Regions from separate parts of the Sus scrofa genome. Here all the other regions are linked to region 1. The links are chromatin contacts, called in public Hi-C and HiChIP or PLAC-seq maps. All regions are on one chromosome and are shown on one strand. The core of a region is the stretch at or near the end of the contact, and the rest is flanking DNA. Distances in the headings are between cores, read along the strand shown.

Region 1 (5,002 bases), core at 1,166-3,665:
AGGAATTGATTCTGGGAAGGAACTGACTCCTCCCCAGCAGCCCCGACCCCAAGCCTCGAGGAGTTCAAACCTGAAGGAACCAGGCAGGCCCCACATAAGGCTGCCCCCCTGCGCAAGGTCCCTGGACGGCACCTCTGCCAGGGACACAATCAGGTCGCTGTCCTGAGCCCATGAGGCGAGGGGAAGGCAGCCCCCGCCCCGTCGGAGGAGTGCAGTGCGATTTCTCCATTCATCTCTCTCCTTCTCAGGGTCTAGGTTTCTCCTGGGTCGAGTAATAGGAGAAGAGGATCCCTGGGGTGGGGGGCCAAAGACCCTCCAGCCCCTCGCACCTCCGCTCACACAATACGGGAGTAGATGGGCTTCCACCTGGACCCAGGCAGGGCAGTGGGGGTGGGGTGGGGGCTGTGGAGCACTTAGAGCTCCCTGGGTGCCGGACCCCGGCCTTGCCCAACCCAGTCTCCCAGGAGGGCTTGGTGAGGATGGCAGAAGGCATTCCAGGCAGGGCCTGTCAGCCTGTATGTGGGGAGGGGGGGGCTACGCCTCGCCTTTGGGTGAGTCCCAAACTCCGTGGCTCCCGGGACACCTGCGTGAATACAGAAGGAGCCCTGCACCTCGAGGGAAAGAACCCACACTCCCCAAGAAGCTGGAAAGGGGGGCTGGCCCTGGGAGTGAGGGGTGGGGCCAGGAGGGGCCAGGGGCTGGGTGGCAGGACACCAGGGGAGGCCCCTCAAGGAGGATGGGAAAAGTAGAGAGCCCAGCGGAGGTGGGGGAATTGAGAGCTGGACCCTCAGAGGCGGAGCCCTCCTGGCCTTGGGAGAAACACTCCCCCAATTCCTGAAAGCTCTGGGCTTTCTCCCCTCCCTCAGGCTCCTCCCGCGGGATTGGGTAACTGCCCCCACACTTCCCTGGCACACTCCCTCCTCCACCAGCCTCTTCTTGCCCAGAGCAGGAAGCTAGCACCTCACCCGCAGCGTAAATGCTTATGGCCTCTGCTGGTGGCACCCTTTCTCCTCCAGGGTGCCGGAGGCTGGCAGGTAGCTGAGAGCTTTATTAGAGCCAAGCTAAGCAGAGGAAGAGCCAGAACAGGGCCAAGTGCTGGGGAAGAGAAGCGTGGGACATCTGGGACGTGGACTGGGGCCTGGGACACCCTGCCACCTCTGTCAGCTCACTGCCCAATCCCTGAGAGCCAGCCGGGCTCCCAAGGAAGACCTGTTGAATCAATTCACTCTACCAGTAAAGACAGAACCCGAAGACCAGACAGGGAAGCACCGGCCCCCGCCCCAGTCAGGCTTGGCCGCTGCAGCAGACTCAGGCCTTCCTGGGGACACAGGCTGAGAGAGGACCCCAGTGCCTCGGACCTGCCTACGCCACTGTCACGCACGCGTGAGCCCAAGGCCTGGCTCAGGCGGCGAGTCAGGCCCACTTACAGAAGCGCCAAGGAAGGGGGCGGGGTGCCAAAGCGGGACTCCTTTTAGGCCATCTCACTAGGGGGTCGTCCGGTGGGCCCAGCCCCCAGCCCCACCCGGGCTGCTGCGGGAGAGGGGGGTGGAGCCAAATTCAAACTTCTAGGAACCGGGGAGGGGATCCTGCAGTGGGCGGGCACGGGCTGGGGGAGGTGGGGAGGCAGATGTCCTGGGGCCTCGCGGTCCGCAGGCCTCGGGCGAGGAGGGCGAGGACGGTGGTAGGGCATTCTTCCCGCAGCCCCCTGGCAGCCACAGCGCTGCCTCGGAATCTCAGACCTCTCGTCCGAACGTGCCCCGCGGAGACGCCCTCGCGGAGAGCACGCTAGTCGGCCTCCGGGCCTGGTGTCAATTCATGCCCACGAGAGCCCCGTGGGACGAGGGCACTGTTATCTCATTCTACAGACCAGGGAACCCCAGCCACAGGGTAAGCCATTGGGCCATGCGCTCGCAGATGAGCTGGCCTCCCAGCTCCGACATCCCACGCCCGAGTCCCCGGCCCGGCGCGCACCCGGGCGGGACCCGCCCGCCTCCTTACCCCCAGCGCATCCAGCCAGAAAGTCCAGCGCCATTGCTGGATCCCCGGCGAGCCCGCCCTTCCTTCTTGTTCTCTTTCGCTGGCCCCTCGCCGGGCTGGGGGCCGTCGAGGGCCCCTCGCTTTGCTGGGCTGGGACTCGGCCCGGCCGCCGCCTCCTGACGCGGAGCCCCGCACAGGCTGGGGTCTGGCGGCGGCGGCGGCGGCTCAGTGCGCCACTCCTCGCCGGACACACGTCCCTCCCTGGCCGTGTCGCTTCTGCCCTCGCGGAGGTCCGCGCGCCGCCAGTGGTCCCTCACCTCGGGCCGCACGCCCCGCCCCTCGGACCGTGCCGGCCCGGCTCCGGCGGGGCGCACAGCTCAGCCAATGGGCAGGCGAGGCGCGGACAACACCCCGGCTGCAGCGCGCCGCCGCCGCGCCTCATTGGCTGGGAGGACCTGGGGCGGGCGGGGCGGGGGGCACGCAGCGGGAGGGCGGGCGGGGGAGGTGCAGAGTCGCTGCAGACAAAGAATGTGCTTCGTGCGCCCGCCCGCGCCGCTACCGGCGGGAGAGGAAGCCGGGTGTGCGCTGCGGCCGGACGGTGGGTCCAGCCCGGCCGGGGAGCCCATAGCCTGCACGGCCCGGGAACTTCCCGGCGTGTGTGATGCGGGTCAGCGGGGCGGGAGGTGGCGTGCGCTCGCTTTGGACTCGGCCTGGGATCCTGACCCCTGGGTTCAGATCCCAACTCGGCCGACCAACCTTAGGGTCTTTGCCTGTAGAATGGGGACACGCCGCGGGAATGGACTTGGAGCGCCAGGACCCTCCAAGGCCTGTGGGCTCGGACACTACTTGTGATACTTAATCCTCGGGCGGCGAGGCGCCCCTTTGGGGAGTCATCGTCCCTCCCGTCTGTGCGCCCACTTGGCGATGGGCTTAGGCCCTCTGGCCGCCTGGCCTCTAAGCGAGGGGCGAGGGGCGAAGGGCGTGGCTTGGACGCCGGGCCCCGCACTTGAGAGCAAACTGCGGGAGCCGCGGAAGATTGTAGAACGGGGAAGATTCCTGGACTGGTCCCAGAGCTGCGAGGAGATGGACAGATCGCGGCGCGGCCATGGGCGGTGGCTTAGCGTGTGTGGCCGGAGGGGGCAGTCATTGGGCCGCGGCTCTGGGAGGCCTTGGGCTGGAGAGTCGGGGTGGGAGTGAGGTAGAGTGTGCGCTGAAGTGGGAAGGCCCTGGGCTGTGCGGTCGACGCGGGTAGCTGTGTGGGGGGAGGTTGGGGGGGTGGCTAAGCAGGAGCCAAATCCGACGCCGCTCCCGCCTCCTCTCCCACTGTCCTGGAGATTGGCAGTGGCAAGGGACCCTCCCTGCTCCCTGGGGAGGGTCCTGGCTGGTGACTTCCCCCTGCTGTCCTTCCCCAGCACCACTTGAAGTCCAGGCTGTCGCAGTTGGGACTGGTCTTGGCTGGGCACTTTCTCCCTCACGGAGTCAGATGACACCTTCAGGCGTGGACCCAACTTCCTCCTTCAGGCTCCTGCGGTATTTCCGGGTGGCAGATCTTCACAGTTCTTGTACTGGCATTTCACCGTGTCTGAAGTCCGCAGGGGGGTTACAGTGGACATGTAGCTCCCAGACAGGTTTTGAAGATCACGTATGCTCGGTACTAGGGAAATAGGGCAGGGGTATGTAGGAAGTGACCACGGTGATACACAGGCCACTGGGAATCCGACCACCCCGTGGGGTTTCCTTTTATGCTTCCTCCAATCGAAATAGAACATTCATTACGAAGAGACCCCCAAACCCAGGTCTGCTGACTCCTAGTCCAGTGCTTGTGATGGCTGGTGGGCCCTGAACTAGGGGTCTGGAGGCCTGGGTTTGCATTTCGCCAGCCTCAGGCCCAGCTCATGCTCCACAAGGCAGGAGTTGACTGTGGAAATACGTGGGTAGCTGGAGGCCTCCAAGGCCACGGCCATGGCCACTGAACCGGACCACCGTCATCCAGGCAACTCACTCCTGGGAAGGGGGTTCCTGGGTTGCTGAGGCCTTAGGAAGTAAAGCATAAATGCTTGCAGCATCCACCCCTGTTTGGGGAGATTTGAGAGGGAAATCAAGTACCTTGACCAGGCGGTAAGAATATTAATATGGAACGACTGATAGAAGACGGAGGACCTGCGTTGTGTTGTTTTTAAGAGATTGCAAGTGCCTTTAAGTTAATGTCGCGCTTGGTGCAGGTTGCATGAGCCTTGACTCCTTGGGGGTCCTTGGGAAGGGTCCCAGCGGCCTGGTACACAGTAGACATGCAATTCTTGAGCTTCCGAAAAGCTCCTGGGAGGGGAGCCCTGTTTCTGCAGATCCCGCCGGGATCCAGGTGGGGGAGCTGGTGCAGGGGCCCAGGCTGACCCTCCTCCCTGACCTCCAGGGCCTCCTGCTGCAATTAGAGGGGAGAAGTTAGGGGGGAGATGAGACAAAAAGTGAAGGAGTCACGGCCAAGTGAATGAGCTGGCTCCATGGGCCTCGCTATTACATCAGCCGCTGGGGTTTGTGTCTGTTGTTCTGCTTCGCTTCCCGAGGATAAAATTACAGCACACAATGTGCTTTTACAGACATGTCCTGTTCCACGGAGCCCCAAGACCCTCCCCCATCCCAGCTCAGACCCCAGCCTCTAAGGGGCTGGAGGGGCCCGACACAGGAGGACAGCAAGGGGTGGGGAATAGGGCCACAGAGGACTAGGGGTCAAGTCAGGCCACTGAAAGTGTGCAGCCAAGTTTTTATTTTGCACAGCTTTTATGCTTTCTTACCCACGACAGGTTGGTGTGGAAAACTTAGAAACACCAGCAGGTGGGAAAAAAAAAAAGGGTTCTTCATGTTCTCACTCTGGAATCTGTTGGAGTCAGTGACCGGAGGCTGTGCGGAGAAAGGCTGGGTGGAGCTCAAGGTTTCACAGGGCGGGTGAGGTGGGGTGGGGTGGGCGCAGGTGCAGGCCGTGTAGACCTCCTGGGGAGTTAGGCTGTGCTGGAGGGTACAGAGGGTGGGG
Region 2 (5,002 bases), core at 1,252-3,751, 60 kb before region 1:
CCCACTGCCCCACAAGATAAAACTCTCAATGTGTCCTTTTAAATGGGGTTGCAGCAAATGCGAGCAGGCCAGAGCCAAGACAGCACAGTGTCTTTGCATGTTGGTCCATAAGCTACTCCCGAGCAAAAGAGGGAGTTGAGACTAACTGCCACCACAGAAAACTCAGGCCTACCTAACAGATCACCTGCTCTGGGGCAATTTTTAAAAGCTCTTCTTGTAGTAGGTGCTTGGGCTAACCCTGAGGAGCAGCTTGGCACCTTCTCCCAGGACCTTTCCTGACAGGTGAACCTTTTTAGCGATCTCCAAATGACTGTCAAGTCCACAGATCACGATTCAGAAGCCAGTTCACCCAACTGGGTACCTCCCCCCTTTCTCTTGTACCTATGGGGAAGTACCAACCACATACAGAGACATCCTCCCATCAATTACTAGAGAGTGGGGAAAGTGAAATTAATTAAGTCCCCTAAAAATTCTCCCACAACTGGTTTTCATTTGCGAAATATTTACGCAGAATTTATAAGCTATGAAGTCAGAAACGATTTAGTTCAACAGGCTTGATTTCAGCAAACTGTGTGGGTGCAGCAATCTAAGATTACTCAGGATTTAAAACTCAGATTCAAAGAGACAATGATCCGGTTTTTCACTTCATATACTAAGATTCTCAAATATCAAGTTCAATGCCATTTAAAAATGAAACTAAATGAAATTGACAAAACCACTCTTTAATCAAAACATATAAACCGTGCTCTAAGTTCTCAAAAAGACACCCGCTTGTTACAAGTGGAATCTAACACTGACATAGGACAGTTCAGAATAATCATGGTATTCACTTGCAAGAACACTACTGCAAAAAACAAGTATAAACGTTGAAAATACACACGTTCAAAAAATTCACACAGCCGTTCAATTGGCCCAACGAGTAACAAAGACACACCTTCGCAGCTTTTCGTGATTTTCTTCCCTAAAAACCAGTTATTTCTAATGCTTCAAACACAAAGTCAGGACGACCAAATAAAGACAAAACCACCTTCATCAAGGTTTAATTTGCCGCTAATTAGTGCCAAGAAAAACATACGCTCTGCTGCAGGTATAAAGGAGAACAGGGAGGGAAAACTGGGATTTTGAACAAGAGGACAAATGCAAAGCCTGGTGGGCAAAGGAGGAGCATCTACGCAAGTGAGAAACAGGTGAAGACGGTGGTCGAGAGAAACAATGGTTGGCTGGAGAGCGAAGGGGAGGCTCAGAGGGAAATTTTAGAAAGCCGCAGAGAGCCAAGCTCCAGGACCAGCGGCCGGGATCCGGCAGTTCTAAGATCTACGGGGAAGCAGGCACCCAACGGCTCGGTCTCAGGTTTCCGCGGGTCACAAAAGGATAACGGACATCCTCCCAACGGTGGACCTGGGGGCTCCGCGCGCCGCTTCCGCTCGACCGCCCCGCCCCGCCCCGCGTGCAGCCCACCTGCGCTCGGCCCCGGACCCAGCGGGGCCCGGGGACCGGTGCTCGCAGCGCGATGCTGGCCTGTGGCCACCGGCGAACACCTTCCTCTGCTGCTCGCTCGCCCGCCTTTGTTCGCCTGGACCTCCTCCCTCACTCGGTCGCCATCGCCTGCCCGAAGCCAGGCAGGAATCAAGAGCAAAAGCTGCCCGACGCGAAAAAGGAGGCACAGGCGTTTCTCTTCAAAGCAGACTTTATTGGGGCGCCGGGGCAGCCCCGCGCGCCCACCCGCTCCCCTCCGCGACCCCCGGGCCGCCCACCCCCCAGGACCCCGGGCTCGGCCGCCCCGCCCAGCCCCGCCCCTCAGGCCCCTTCCCACGCGGCGCCGGGTGCCGCGCGGACCGCTCACCGGCTCCCGAAGCGGCGGCTGCAGCGTCGACACCCCGCTCTAGAGTGCGGCCCGGGTCCGGGGCGGCGGGTTTTGCTGCTGTTGCACCGCGAAGGGCGGGAGCCGCACGACTCGCGGCGGCGGTGGCGGCGGCGGCGGCGCGCTGACGTCACGCGCAGCGGCCAGCCAGCGCGCGCGGGGGCCGTCCCGTCGGCCCCAATCCGGGAGGAGCCCGGGTTGAGTGGGCGGGGCGGCAGCGGCGAACGGGCAGACCGATTGGCAGAGGAGGAGGAGCGAGAGAGCGAGCAAGCGAGTTAGGAGCGAGGTGGGGCGGGCCGAGGCCGCACGGAAGTCTCGCGAGGCCAAGCCTGAGCGGAGTGTGGCGGCGGCGGCGGCGGCGAGATCTGGGCTCAGGGTGAGGAGTTGGTATTTGTGTGGAAGGAGGCGGAGGCGCAGGAGGAAGGGGGAAGCGGAGCGCCGGCCCGGAGGGCGGGAGGAGGCGCGGCCAGAGCGGGCGGCCGAGGCGCGGCGCGGCGGGGCGCCGGGGCGAGCAGCGGCCGAGCGAGCGCGGGGCGCACCGAGGCGAGGAGGCGGGGAAGCCCGCCGCCACCGCCGCCGCGCCCGCCCCTTCCCCCCGCCGCCCGCCCCCTCTCCCCCCGCCCGCCCGCCCGCCGCCTTCCTCCCTCTGCCTTCCTTCCCCACGGCCGGCCGCCTCCTCGCCCGCCTGCCCGCAGCCCCGGAGCTGAGGCCGCCGCGGCCGTGGCGGCCGAGCCCTCAGTCATGGCCTCGGGCGACACCCTCTACATCGCCACGGACGGCTCGGAGATGCCGGCCGAGATCGTGGAGCTGCACGAGATCGAGGTGGAGACCATCCCGGTGGAGACCATCGAGACCACGGTGGTGGGCGAGGAGGAGGAGGACGACGACGACGACGAGGACGGCGGCGGCGGAGACCACGGCGGCGGGGGCGGCCACGGGCACGCGGGCCATCACCACCACCACCACCACCACCACCACCCGCCCATGATCGCGCTGCAGCCGCTGGTCACCGACGACCCGACCCAGGTGCACCACCACCAGGAGGTGATCTTGGTGCAGACGCGCGAGGAGGTGGTGGGCGGCGACGACTCGGACGGGCTGCGCGCCGAGGACGGCTTCGAAGACCAGATCCTCATCCCGGTGCCCGCGCCGGCCGGCGGCGACGACGACTACATCGAGCAGACGCTGGTCACCGTGGCTGCGGCCGGCAAGAGCGGCGGCGGCGGCTCGTCGTCGTCGGGCGGCGGCCGCGTCAAGAAGGGCGGCGGCAAGAAGAGCGGCAAGAAGGGCTACCTCGGCGGCGGGGCCGGGGCGGCGGGCGGCGCGGACGCGGGCAACAAGAAGTGGGAGCAGAAGCAGGTGCAGATCAAGACCCTGGAGGGCGAGTTCTCGGTCACCATGTGGTCCTCAGGTGAGCGCCGGCGCGCGCCGGCCCCCGGGATGTTTTTGTTTTGAAGGGAAGCCATGTTTTATGTGTGTGATGGGCGCCGCCATCTTCTTCGCAGGGCAAGTATGGCGGCCCCAAAAGATGGCGGGCCGCGGCGGGGGCGGCGGGCGGCGGGCGGCGGGCCGAAGATGGCGGCGGAGGCGCGGCGCCGCCCGCTAGGCCGCAATGGCGTAGTTTCCCCGGGCGGGGCGGCCGCGCGGCGCGGGGCGGGGCGCGCGGGGCGGGGCGCGCTCGGGCCAACGGACGCCCCGCCGGCCCGTTGTCCGCGGCCCCCGCCCGCGTGTGCGTCCGCGGGGCGGCCGCCCTCGAGGCCCCGGGGCGCGGGCAGGGCGTTGGCGGGGCTGCGCGGCGTGGACCTCGCGCCGGGCGGGCCGCGCCTTTCCGTGGCCTGCCGCTGGGGGGCGTCCCTGGGGCCGCGCCGCCCCCCGCCCCTTCCCGGGAGCCTCGACTGCTCCCGGGAGGCGCCTTCCGAAGGGGGCGGAGGCGCCGGCCGCGCTCGCCTCGGCGGGGCGGGACCAGGGCGGCGCGCGGCGCTCGCGTCGGGCTCGGCGCCCGCAGGGCCTGTCACCGCGCGGCGGCCGAGGTCCCCGCTCCTGCTGCCGCCGCGGCGCCGGGCCGGGAGGGCCCGCGGGGATCGTAGCCGACGGCGAGCCCTGGGCTCGCGGAAGTTTGGTTTTCTTCGGCCCGGGGCGCTTTGCGCACGGGCCGGTTGGCTGCACAGCGAGGCGCGCTTGCCACTGCGTCGGTAGACTCGAGCGCTTCGTGGACGTTTCCTCTTGTGTTTGACCTGGTGGAAAGCGCCTTGTTCTCCCCGTGAAAAGAGGGTCCGCCAGGCGTCTTTCTGCAATTTCAGTACTGCTTTGAATGAAAGCCAGAAAAAATAGAGCAAAAGAGATTTATCTGCACATGTAAATCTCTTTGTTTTTCCTTTGTAACTGTGGAAGGGCTTTTTGTTTGTTTTTGCTGTGATTTTGTTACTTGATGCAAAGATTATCTGGTTAAACTGCTGGAATAGTAAATAAGACTGAGAATAATCCTGTCGTAAGTAGTTAACCTAGGACCTGTGGTGATTGGATTTAAGCTGTAGAATGGCCTACCCCATGGTTACTCCACCGCTGTTCAGTGAATTCTCAGAATTGGATGGAGCTTGGAAATGTGCACTTTGAGTATTAAAGGGTTTCTGGAATTCACAGGAACGAATAAAATAAGCCAAAAGGCTGGACTGAGAAGCTGGTCTGGTGGTATCTCCTGAAAGCCCCAAGTTGAGATAACTAAGGCAGAAGGGATCTGTGACTCACGACTGAGCAAAGGAATGGAGTTTCTGTCAAAATGCAATAGCAGTTGCTGACAGGCTCTATTCTGGGTTTCCGAAGACCTTGCAGAGCTCAGTAACTTCAGCAGGAGCTGTATGTTTAAATGAAATGTATGTTTCAGCACTTAAAAGGTTCTGTATACATTCTGGTGTGCAGAATGATTGCACACTATTCATGTTGGAGCTAAAAGTCGTATTTTTCTGTTATTAATAGGAATGGAATAATGGAGGGGGTGTTAGTTATTGATGAGTTTGCTGAATTCAAAGATATCATTTGAAATTGGATGTTTAGGTAAAGATACATTTATTACATAAAGCTTAGGTTTACTCTTTTTCATGATATGGTTGTGTTACCTCCACTGTAGTTCAGAACAGTGGGATG
Region 3 (5,002 bases), core at 1,094-3,593, 46 kb after region 1:
GGACTGGGAGTATAAAACACAAAACTGCACACTCCACAGCAAATCAGCCCGCCTTTAAAGAGAAAGCTGAGAAGCTCTTAAAAACAAACTTTCAATTCCTCTTTCTAAGGGACTTGAATCAGGCTCACTTGGAGAGGTTCCACTACTCAGGAGGATGTAACAGGCACTTGAAGAGACTGGGTACAGCTTTGGGGTGAGGAATAGAAAGAAGAATTACAGAACTGTTTAAACAGAACAGAACACAACAATTACCGGGGCCAGAGTGAAATCATTTCACAGATAAGATCGGAATATGCAGATTCTGCAAACTGCAGGGAGGGCGGCCTCACACATGAATATGCTAATTGCGGAGCAGCAGAGAAGAGAAAGTGACACAAGAGTTTCCCGACGCCCAGAAAAGCATCAGGAGGTGGAAGACCATCCTTCGCATCCTGGCCAGAGTGTGGATGACAATGGCCTTGGACTGCCGCGTTTGCAGAAGACTAGAAAACGAGCAGGGAGTTCTTTACCACGTTAAACCTTGGAACAGATTAAGTTCTCTTTTCCTTTTTTTTTTGGTCTTTTTGCCATTTCTGGGGCCGCTCCCGCGGCATATGGAGGTTCCCAGGCTAGGGGTCCAACCGGAGCTGTAGCCACCGGCCTACGCCAGAGCCACAGCAACAAGGGATCCGAGCTGCGTTTGCAACCTACACCACAGCTCACGGCAACGCCGGATCCTTAACCCACCAAGCAAGGCCAGGGATCGAACCCGAAACCTCATGGTTCCTAGTCGGATTCGTTAACCACTGCGCCACGACGGGAACTCCCTCTTTTCCTTTTTTAAACACTGGGAGGAAAGCTTCCTTTCTTCTCCAAATAATGAAATGAAAATTATCTTAAAAGGCAAATAAGCCATTATTTTAAATGAAGCCAGACCCAAGATACTCATGAGTATTACAATGACATATTGGGAATGGAGATCAACTATTTAAGGAGGCCTCACGGGTGAAAAATATGACAGCCAACATGAAGCTGCTGAAAGGCAAGCTATGAATCCCAGCAGGCAACTACTCTTCCAGGATCTCTGTTCCCTATGGAAGCCGAGAATCACTTGAACTTGGGACCAATGAGATGAAGTAAAATGCACAACAGTGTAATCCTGACCCCTCATCTCCCTAAGCCAAGGTTTCCAGCCTTTTGGGAAAAGGCTGGTAAAAATACTAGTAAGCTCTAAGCCTTGGGAAGGTGGCAATACATACCGAGGTTGCAGGAGACACTGCAGAGGTGGCCACTGGTCCCACCGGGCACTTGAGTAGCTGAGACTGCCCCGTGCAGCTCAAGCTCTTCTTTAATAGTCGTCCTTTCCTCCTTTCAGTTTCCTTTTAGAAAAAGACTTCTCTCTTCCTTCCTTGTTTATCCCACCCTTCACTACTCACACATAGGAGTTTCTTATAAATCCCCCAGTTTCTCAGAAACGCTTAAGCCTCTTGACCCAACCTTTTTGATGGGACTGTCCAATCAGAGGTGGGTACAGGAAAGAGTGCGGGTGGAGACCAGTGAAACCCTCTTGGGAATCAAGATATTAGCTGGTCATTGCATCAGCCACCCTCTATTCCAAGCTGGCCTCCTAAAAATCTCCCTGCCCCCTTTCTGTTCCTCCTTCTTAGCATCAGTATGAACAACTGTAATGAAAACTGTGTTTTATGTGTAGTCCTGGGGGGCAGAAAGGTGGGCTGTAAATTCCTTGCTGCTGTCGTTCACGGGGGCGGCGCAATGCAGTGGAAAGATCATGAGTTCTGGGGTCAGATCTGAGTTTCGATCCCAGTTTGGGCACCTTCTTGTTTCAAGACTTTGAGCAAGTCACATTACCTCTCCGCTTCATCCTCCGCTTCCTCATTTGTGAAATGGGCATAAAGAAGCCTCCTAACTTTACCGTGGAGGGGACTAAGTGCGATACTGCAGGCAAAGCCCCTGTCACATGGCAGACACTTGGTAAAAGTCGGGGCCTCCCTCCTTAGGGAAAGGGCAGAGGTGGGAGACGAGGAAGGGTCGGCGCCCGCGGGAGTGGGCGACAGGCCGGGTCGGCGGCGCTGGGAGGAAGGGGGCGAGGGGCGCCCGGGCAGCCTCCGCGCCCCCCGTGCTGCCAGAACCCGGCGGGCAGCGAGGCGGGCTCTGAGGAGGATACTCCCGGCCCCGGCGTGCCGGCGGCTCCGGAAGGCCCAGGTCATCGGGCGCCACCCTGGCTTCCCTCCCTCTTTCATCCCTTCACTTACCGGCCCAGCCGGGCCCGTCAGCACTGCCGGCTCAGCCACGGGTTGCTGCTTGGGCGTCCGTGGAAACGCCGTCCGGCCGGAACAACTTCCGGATCGACTGCGTCATCATTGGCTGTGGCGGCCAGAGGCCGCCGCTGATTGGTTGGGGCCCCGGCGTCCGCGGAACGCGACTGGGCGGCGGAGTGCAGGCCGGACAGCCTCCGGGAGGACCGAGCGCTTCCGGTGTGTGTGGTGAGCGGCGGGCCGGGCCGGGGGACGGGAGGGGACGGGACCTGGCTGGGGCCCGAGTGCTCCACACTCTTCCGCGCGAGCCTTCGCCGCTGTTCGCCTGTTCTACATCTCCGGTTCTGCGTCGCGCAGTGCTCTGGACGATGCTCACCTCCTACTCTTGGCAACCTGGCTAACTCCTATTCATTCTTCAAAACCCACCTCTGGTCGTATCTTGTTTGTTGCCCTCATCAGTCTGTGGCCTCCGGCGCAGGAGGTGTGTTTTGTGTTTAATGTCTGTCCATAAAACCTAATATAAAGCTTGGCACAGTGTAGGTAATCAGGAAATGTTGAATGAGAATATCTTATCCCTGTTGCTTTCTCTGTGCCCTCCTCCCACCAGGTTGCATTTCACAAATATCTGTAGATGCTGGGGATCAAACAGTGAACAACACACAAAAAAGTCCTGCCTGGGTGGAGCTGACATGCAGGTGACTGTCATTGCCGCTCCCCTCTCCTGTAGCCTCATTTCTGCTAAGACCTGACTTTTTCTTCCAGCTGTTCTTAGCTATTTTTATTTTTAATTTTTTTGTTCTTCTTAGTTTAATCACTCCCTCTTTCTATGAAAAAATGTCCTTTCCCCACTTTTGCCTGTTTAGGCAGCAGTTTCCCTCTAAAGTTTGTTGTTGTTGTTCCCAGTGGCTCCCGATCACCTCCGTTTTTGCCTGTTTTCCTTGACTCATTCTTGCCTCCATCACTCTTACCCAATTTGATTAGTTTTGTTGTTTCGGTCTTCTCATCACCTCTACTTCCTCACCTCCTCCAGAGCGTTGCCTTCTGCCCTAGGCCTGCCTTGATCTCATCATAGGAAACAGCCCAAGCCCACCATCATGCCGACTTTTCTGTTTTACTTTCCTCCTTGGGATTTCTCATCACTGGACATCCTTTGTTTCACCTGGTCATGGTCTGTCTTCCCCCGCCGTGCGTGAGCATGATGAGCTCAGGGCATTGTTCACTTTCTTGTTGGCTGAGGTGTTCCTGGCGCCTGGTATGGGGCTCGGGAAGTAGCCCATGCTCCTTCAATGTTTACTGAATGACTGAATGAAATGTACATGAAGCAGATGCTGCTATGGTTCATCTACCTGCATTCATTCAGTTCTTGCTGCCTTGCCTTGTGGGGATCTTCTCACTCCGCTGCTCTCTGATCTTTTGCTGTAGGTCTCATTTCTAATTCTGGCCATCGACCTCTCCTGTGAGTCGACATCTGTGGACAACTGGGTAGGTAGGAATCCATTCTAATGGCTGAGGACAGGTGCCTTGGTGCTGGTAACCTAGTGGGTTCTCTTTGGAGGGATGGAACGGGATGCTGTGGTGGGTGATGCTGTGCCCAGGAGTTGAGACAGGTGAGATGTTTGATCAGGATGGGCTTCAGGAACAGAGCAAGTATTTAGAGAAAAGAAATGCCAAATCCTTTGCAGTGCAGTGTTCTATTAATTTATAATTTGTCCATTATATTTGTTCCATTTGAGATGGGCTGGCTTGTGATGGAAGTTTTTTGCTTTTGTTTTTTTGTGTTTTTTTGCTTGTTAGGGCCACACCCATGGCATATGGAAGTTCTCAGGCTAGGGGTCCAGTTGGAGCTGCAGCTGCCGGCTTGTGCCACAGCCACAGCAACGTGAGATCTGAGCCATGTCTGCAACCTACACCACAGCTTACGGCAATGCCGGATCCTTAACCCACTGAGTGAGGCCAGGGATTGACCCTGCGTCCTCATGGATACCAGTCGGGTTTGTTATCGCTGGGCCATAACGGGAACTCCTGTGATGGACGTTTTATTTAGACAATGGCTCTGTGTGTAGAAGGTGTTACCTGCCTGGATTGGACTGTAGGTGGGGGTGGGATTTTTGGAGGAGGCAGACCACTGGCATTTTTTGGATGTTGGTGTAACTTATTTGGCAATGGAGCCCTTCAGGCAAATGCTACTACCCTTTTTGGGAAAGGCAGGGGAGGGGTGAGATGGTCGCTTCCAGGGAAAACCACTGTCCGGGGGAGATGGGGGTGATAGATAGGCTGTCGGAATGGCGTAATTGAGGACCCACAGGGAGTCTTCAGGGATGGAAGAGGAGCTCAGGGTGGCGTATTAAGGTAGGGCACGTAGGCTTCCTCTGAAGTGATATGCTGCCTGGGCTCTCAGTGCTGCTCCACCGCGCCCTCTGCTGTCCAGGACATGTCCCGTATCCTTGTTTTCCTTGAGTGTCCTTGCTTCGTGCTAACCACATAGAATTGAATTCCAGAAGGGGGTACGTCTTTGGGGAAACTAGCTGGCTACAATTTATCATGTATAATGATTCAGAATTCCGGGCATGGTTTTTAATGTTTACTTAACATTTTAAAAAAATATAATTTAATTATTATTATTATTATTATTTTTTGCTTTTTAGGGCTGCACCTGTGGCGTGTGGAAGTTCTCAGGCTAGGGGTTGAATCAGAGCTGTAGCTTCCAGCCTTTACCACAGCCACAGCAATGAGGGATCCGAGCCGCG

What was found. A called contact is a pair of places that touch in the nucleus more often than the background predicts. HiChIP or PLAC-seq counts read pairs in DNA pulled down with a chosen protein or histone mark.
Region 2: a contact with region 1 is called in a Hi-C map of skeletal muscle, with 2.8 times the contacts expected there. The contact joins the promoter of YY1 here to the promoter of SLC25A29 in region 1. A contact is called at or near these places in 1 of 5 promoter capture datasets (liver), 14 of 47 Hi-C or Micro-C datasets (alveolar macrophages, blood, brain and 8 more) and 2 of 2 datasets of contacts at active chromatin or transcription factors (alveolar macrophages and skeletal muscle).
Region 3: a contact with region 1 is called in an H3K27ac HiChIP or PLAC-seq map of alveolar macrophages. The contact joins the promoter of WARS here to the promoter of SLC25A29 in region 1. A contact is called at or near these places in 11 of 47 Hi-C or Micro-C datasets (adipocytes, alveolar macrophages, epiblast stem cells and 7 more) and 2 of 2 datasets of contacts at active chromatin or transcription factors (alveolar macrophages and skeletal muscle).

What each region holds. Positions count from the first base shown.
Region 1 is chr7:121,189,954-121,194,955 of Sscrofa11.1, forward strand. It overlaps SLC25A29 (mitochondrial basic amino acids transporter), which reads right to left and starts at 2,416. Exons shown (of 4, transcript XM_005656464.3): 1 at 1,999-2,416. MIR345-1 (microRNA 345-1) reads left to right here and starts at 3,767; the gene lies at 3,767-3,846.
Region 2 is chr7:121,129,667-121,134,668 of Sscrofa11.1, forward strand. It overlaps YY1 (transcriptional repressor protein YY1), which reads left to right and starts at 2,502. Exons shown (of 5, transcript XM_021099699.1): 1 at 2,502-3,272. The coding sequence starts at 2,603. It overlaps DEGS2 (sphingolipid delta(4)-desaturase/C4-monooxygenase DES2), which reads right to left and starts at 1,946. Exons shown (of 4, transcript XM_021099703.1): 1 at 1,844-1,946.
Region 3 is chr7:121,235,801-121,240,802 of Sscrofa11.1, forward strand. WARS (tryptophan--tRNA ligase, cytoplasmic) reads right to left here and starts at 2,344. Exons shown (of 11, transcript XM_003128728.6): 1 at 2,253-2,344. WDR25 (WD repeat-containing protein 25) reads left to right here and starts at 2,399. Exons shown (of 7, transcript XM_021099728.1): 1 at 2,399-2,483.